2 separate regions of the Mus musculus genome follow, and region 1 is linked to region 2. The links are chromatin contacts, called in public HiChIP or PLAC-seq maps. All regions are on one chromosome and are shown on one strand. The core of a region is the stretch at or near the end of the contact, and the rest is flanking DNA. Distances in the headings are between cores, read along the strand shown.

What was found. HiChIP or PLAC-seq counts read pairs in DNA pulled down with a chosen protein or histone mark.
Region 1: an H3K4me3 HiChIP or PLAC-seq map of neural progenitor cells shows a contact between it and region 2, with 41 read pairs. The contact joins the promoter of Gpm6b here to the enhancer-like site in region 2. A contact is called at or near these places in 1 of 15 datasets of contacts at CTCF or cohesin (pro-B cells), 12 of 484 Hi-C or Micro-C datasets (the CH12 cell line, the G1E-ER4 cell line, LSK cells and 7 more), 5 of 115 datasets of contacts at active chromatin or transcription factors (embryonic forebrain, fibro-adipogenic progenitors, forebrain and 2 more) and 2 of 9 other capture datasets (adipose tissue and pancreatic islet).

The regions. Positions count from the first base shown.
Region 1 is chrX:166,343,203-166,345,902 of GRCm38.p6, forward strand. Gpm6b (glycoprotein m6b) reads left to right here and starts at 1,351. Exons shown (of 8, transcript NM_001177955.1): 1 at 1,351-1,879. The coding sequence starts at 1,819.
Region 2 is chrX:166,285,520-166,288,219 of GRCm38.p6, forward strand. It overlaps a transcript of Gpm6b not described here. Among named protein-coding and RNA genes, the nearest start is that of Gpm6b, 58 kb to the right of the region's middle. Within about 2 kb of position 1,367, at least 50 of the 459 cell types and tissues checked have an H3K27ac peak or open chromatin away from gene starts, as enhancers often do. A contact at or near this core is called in cortical neurons, embryonic forebrain, forebrain and 1 more, where this site is marked.

The DNA of each region.
Region 1 (2,700 bases), core at 101-2,600, 58 kb after region 2:
CCACATTGTTTTGAGGTATTGTGTAAAAACCCCATAAAACTTTGGAGAATGTTTTTAGGAGAGGTGGTTGCCAACTTGTCTTTTTAAAAATGCGTGTGTGTGTGTGTGTGTATGTGTTGGTGTGTGTGTCTGTGTGTGTCTCTGTGTATCTCTGTGTGTGATGTGTGTGTATGTGTGTGTGGTCAGAGGACAGCTTGCAGCAATCTATTGTCTCTTTCTACCATGTGGATCCCAGGAATGGAACTCTCTAGTGGCTAGACTTGGCAGCAGACAATTTTACCTGCTGAACCATTTCACTGCCCCCCCAACATTTCTTTAATGTTTACTCCCAGTATGGGTGCCACGTAGCTATGGCAGCTCCTGAAATCCTTTATCCTGTGGTTATCGATAGTTATCTTTGTATGTGACTTCAGTCTATAGAATTTTTTCAATAAGGTCAATGAAGGTGAGTGAGCTAGATGCAATTATTAAATGTCTATGAAATTGGTGATACTTGAAAATTTCGGCTCATAATCAAAGTAAAGATTTAAATGCTTAATGTGAGTTAAGAACGTTGATCTCAATTGTACAAAGGGGTTTGTGAAAACAGCCATCAGAATCATCGGAGTCCCTGTTGGCACAATAGTCTTAAAGCCAGATGGTTAGAGTGCCGTTAAAAAGTACCCACTTGGGATTTTGACTGAGGACATCTAACAAATAATACTGTATGCAAATGTAATCATATCCTATCAAAAAACTTGATTTTCATATTAGAAACCACCAAAATATCAGATAGATATACTTTCGATATACTGATTGTTGAATAAGCATTAGCCCCTTTTGGAAATTGTGTTTGAGCTAAAATTTCTCATATTTTAATACAAAAAGTAGAATCTAATGCTGAATTGCTGTCACCATTGTGAAATCTATTTGAAGTTTCTTCCCTCTTGAGTACCTTTATTCTTTTGTCGTTAGTATTTTTTTAAGTCAGCTTGTCTAGAGATTTGTGAAACAGAAGTTTTTTGGGTTTTGTTTTTTTTTGTTTTAAATAGAGCAAGGGTATATCTTTTGAAGATACTTTTCCAGGGCTTAGGGATAAATAGAATAAACAAAATCGATGGCCCAGAAAGGGAAAGCAAAGGGAAACGGGCTTTCTCCTGAGAGATAACATATAGTGTGGTCTGACCAAGTCACGTGGTGGGAGGGGGCTCCTTTCTTTCTCCTCCACATCCCTTCCTCTGATGTCACAAGTCTATTATTTCCTGGGAGAATTAATTAGTATTCATTGGGTTGCAGTTGGCAAGAAGAAAAAAGGGAGGGGAGGGAGAGACAGAGGGAGAGAGAGGAGGGAGGGAGAGAGGGAGGTGAGAAGGAGAGAGAGAGAGAGAGAGAGAGAGAGAGAGAGAGAGAGAGAGAGAGAAGACAGCAGGGAGAAAAAGGAGCTTGGTGGAGAGAGAGAGAGAGAGAGAGAGAGAGAGAGAGAGAGAGAGAGAGAGAAGACAGCAGGGAGGAAAAGGAGCTTGGTGGGAGAGCAGGAGCTTCCCGGGGTGCACTGGGAGTGGGGGCACAGAGTGGCTGTTTTATAACTGGGATCCTCGGTGACGTATGGTCGCCTGCTCCTTGGCAGCTGTCTTTATGGACCAGTAGGCAGAGCGAAATTGACGCTGACAAGACTTTTGCATCTTGGAAGGCACTGTAATCTACTGTAGTGAAGAACAGAGCCTCTCAATCAGGCGGGTGTAAAGAAGAGAGACAGAGGGGAGTCCAAAAGAAAAGGAAGAGGAGGGGGGAAATTGTGTGTTGTGGGGAAGCAGGGAAAAAGCATTTTTGGTGGATGGTATGAAGCCAGCCATGGAAACTGCAGCCGAGGAAAATACTGAACAAAGCCAAGAGAGAAAAGGTACCCAGCGCTCTGACAATAGCCTGTTTTAAAGCTTTTGACTGAGGGTTCTTGAAAGGGGTTAGCCAAAAACGGTTCTAAAACAATCTCGGGTGGTATGGTCTTGTTTTGGGTGGGTTTTTTCTTTATCCTGGGGGCTAATATTAAATTATTAATAGTGTAGCCTCTCTTCTATTTCTGTTGCAAGTATTTCTATGTAATACCGTATTTCATAGAAGGATGTTTGTAGTTTGTCACCTTGAGCTTCTGGATGAGGAAAACCGTCTCTCCTTTTTTTTTAACTAAAATAATTAATCATAACTTAAGTCCTCTGCTCTGCATGCTAGGTTCAGGGATTAGGGGATGCACTATTCTGTACTAACGCTAAAGAAGAACTAGAGGGACATGCATGCTAAATATGCTTTGATCCCAGTAATACTGGAGTGATTTAGACATGCTCTATTATTTTTATTCTAACATGATTGCTCTTTCCATGTATCAGACTATGACATGTAATAATCGTTAGTAACGGAAGCTTAAAGTTTTGTCTACCAGCATTGACAGAAGGGAAGAGATCTTTTGCTAATTGAGACTTAAAGGATTTGGGGACAGGAAAACTGTCTAAGGGCTCCATCCTTAAAGGAAGTCTCAGAGCATGTCACAATTTTGATATTTAGATTTTGGAGAAATTATCATTATTGCACCAAGAAAATGGCAGAAAAGAGACGCTATGCCTCTAAGGTCAAGTTTGATGCCCCATAGAAACAGCGCAGCCAGTGCTAGGTTAACGGCATCTAGATGCGCTATAATTGATCTCTTCACTCCAAGATAGAAACCATCAT
Region 2 (2,700 bases), core at 117-2,616:
CACTTACCACACACTTTGTTTAAAACTTGTCTCCTCTTGATATACTGTGATGGCATTCACACACACACACACACACACACACACACACACAGTACAAAGTTGGAATATCATGGCTTCCCTCCATTACTAAGGTCAAAGAAAAGGTAAGAAGCAGTGTTTGGCAGGAAGGGTTTTGTTTTGCTTTTTCTATTTGGGTATTTATTATGTTCAGTCTTAAGCTTGAGGGAATTGCATGATGATTCCATTCTTCTAGGCATCCTGAGAACTTCTGGGAGGTAGATGCTGTCCCTTATAGATCCCAGTGTCTTTGTCATGAACTAAAATCCTTAAGTGTTGTGTTTTTTTAAAAAAATATCTGTTTTCCCAGGAAGCAATAGTAATTACTATTAAGACAGGGTCTCCTTCTGTAGCTCAGGCTAGTCCATAATTCTCAATCCTCCTGCCTCAGTTTCCCAAGCGCTAGGATTTCAGGCGTGTGCTACCCTGGCTCTGGCTCAGGGATCATTTCTTGATGACCTCTGTAGGGATGGGTACTACACATATCTTGGCTAACCCTTGGTACTTTTCTTGGTAATTTTTCACTCCTCTGCATCATAGTAGGTAAGGTGCATCCAGAATGTCACATGCTTTTGCTATTGGAGGACAAAAACATTCTGTTTAAACAGCCATATTTGTATTAAGCTTGTCCTCAGATGCTGAGCGCACAATGGACACAGGCACCAGAAACACTGTGACTGTAACACTGTAACACCAGTAACTGTGTGAGTCTGTGACTAGAGATTTGGTCTGACCGAAGGGCTTTCTGAGAACAGGAAGGAAGGGAAACTTTATTCTATACATGCTAGGTAAATATTATCTACTTAGGCCTCAGAGTTTGTCAGAAGCAATGATTATTCTCAACTGTTTACAAAGAAAATCCAGATTGGGAACACTGTTGGTAGGCCAGCTGGCATGCCAGGAGAGGGTGTTGAATGTGGTCTCTAATTTTTGTGAGGGCTTAGTTACAAAGGATCCTGCCGTGACTTGCCACATAACTCACTACATCCTCTGATGCTGCTGAAGCTAGAGGATGGTCGTAACGGCAGGGACGTTCTTGAAACCCTATCGGTGTGCCATCTGCCTGAAGCCAGGCCACTGCAGCTATCTAGAACATTTGTCTTTGCTTCAGGAAAAAAAAATGGCTTGGAGAAAAAGAAACTGTGTCTATCATACCTGAGAGCTACGCCAGACAGCAGGCGCAACTGTTCCTTTCCCCGCCCTGGACAGGAAATGTGTCTTTGGTCCACAATTTGCTGCCCAGGTCTAGAGCACAGCCCCTGACAGGAAAAATGCACACTGCTTGGTAGGCAGAAATTCTTGCCTGTGGACATTCACAAGGCTGCATTGTGGAAACAGAAGCCGTTCAAATTGTTCATTGTTCAGAGGCCCCCTACTTTGGCAGTCAGAAGCAAATTCATTATGCAGCTATTGGCATAGTTTTCTTCTGTTTATTTCATGCCAGGGGTACAGAGATGCCGAAGCTTCTTGCATGGCCTCTTCCCTCTCCCCTCCAGCACCTTCTGCCCTGCTGCTTTTCAAAACCTGGCCACAAGCTGACTTGTACCTGCCTTCATGAGGTCATAGGCGGTAGTTAGGTAGCTATATTTTCTCCAACTGCAAAGAAAACACACTCTGTTCTCCCCCATTTGGGTGAGCTAGACAGCCAGCAAATATTTATTAAGCACCCACGGAGCTCATAGCAGTGTATTGGGCCCCCTATGGGGGGCTGCAAGCTCAGACAAATGGTAAACACAGCACAGTTTACCATCGGGAGTTTCCACCAGCCAAAGAGTGGCCTCCTGAGCTCAAAAGGAAATTAACAAGCCTGCTCTTCCACAGTTGCCAATTGCTGCTGTTGTTGTTTTTATCGGAGTTGTTTTTCTGTACCTGGAAAGCGAGATTAGCATGCCCGTCAGGTTCTTCTTATGAATTCTAGAGCTGTCATTTCTGCAGTAGTTACTCGCAATTGAGTCAGCTGGCGTCTGACCACTGCTGAGCACTCTGCAAGTTTGTAACTGCTTTCCAGGTCCGATGGGAGGCTGCTGTAGAAGGATCCATATACTTGTGGACCTTGGTGCCCCATCAATGGGTCTTGACCTTGGTAATAGGTGGGATCACCTGGGGAATTCTAAGATCTACTCCTGGGACAGCAAGCTGACTGTCCCAGTAGGACAGTAGGTAGGTAAATGTGCTTGCTGCCAAGCCAGTCACACAGCCTGGGTGTGATTCCAGGAACTCATATGGTAAAAGGTGAGAGCCAACTGCTTTCTTAAAGTTGTCTTCTGGCCTCCGCACTTGTGCCTAAAAGCACACGCATGCACACACATGTGATTTTTAAAAGTATAAAGAACAACTCCTGGCCCAGCTCCGCCCTCAGGGATTCTACATTATTTAAATTCTGTAGATCAGTGGTTTTCAATCTTCCTAACGTTGTGACTTCTTTAATACAGTTCCTCATGTTGTGGTGACTCCCAACCATAAAATTATTTTTGTTGATACTCCATAACTGTTATTTTGCCATTACGATGAATGGTATTGTGAACATCTGCTATACAGGATATCTGATATGCAAGCCCAAAGGGGTCACGACCCACAGGTCGAGAACCATTGCTCTTGAGCATAACCTGAGCAAAAGCTGGCTTAGAAGTGCTTCAGGTCGGG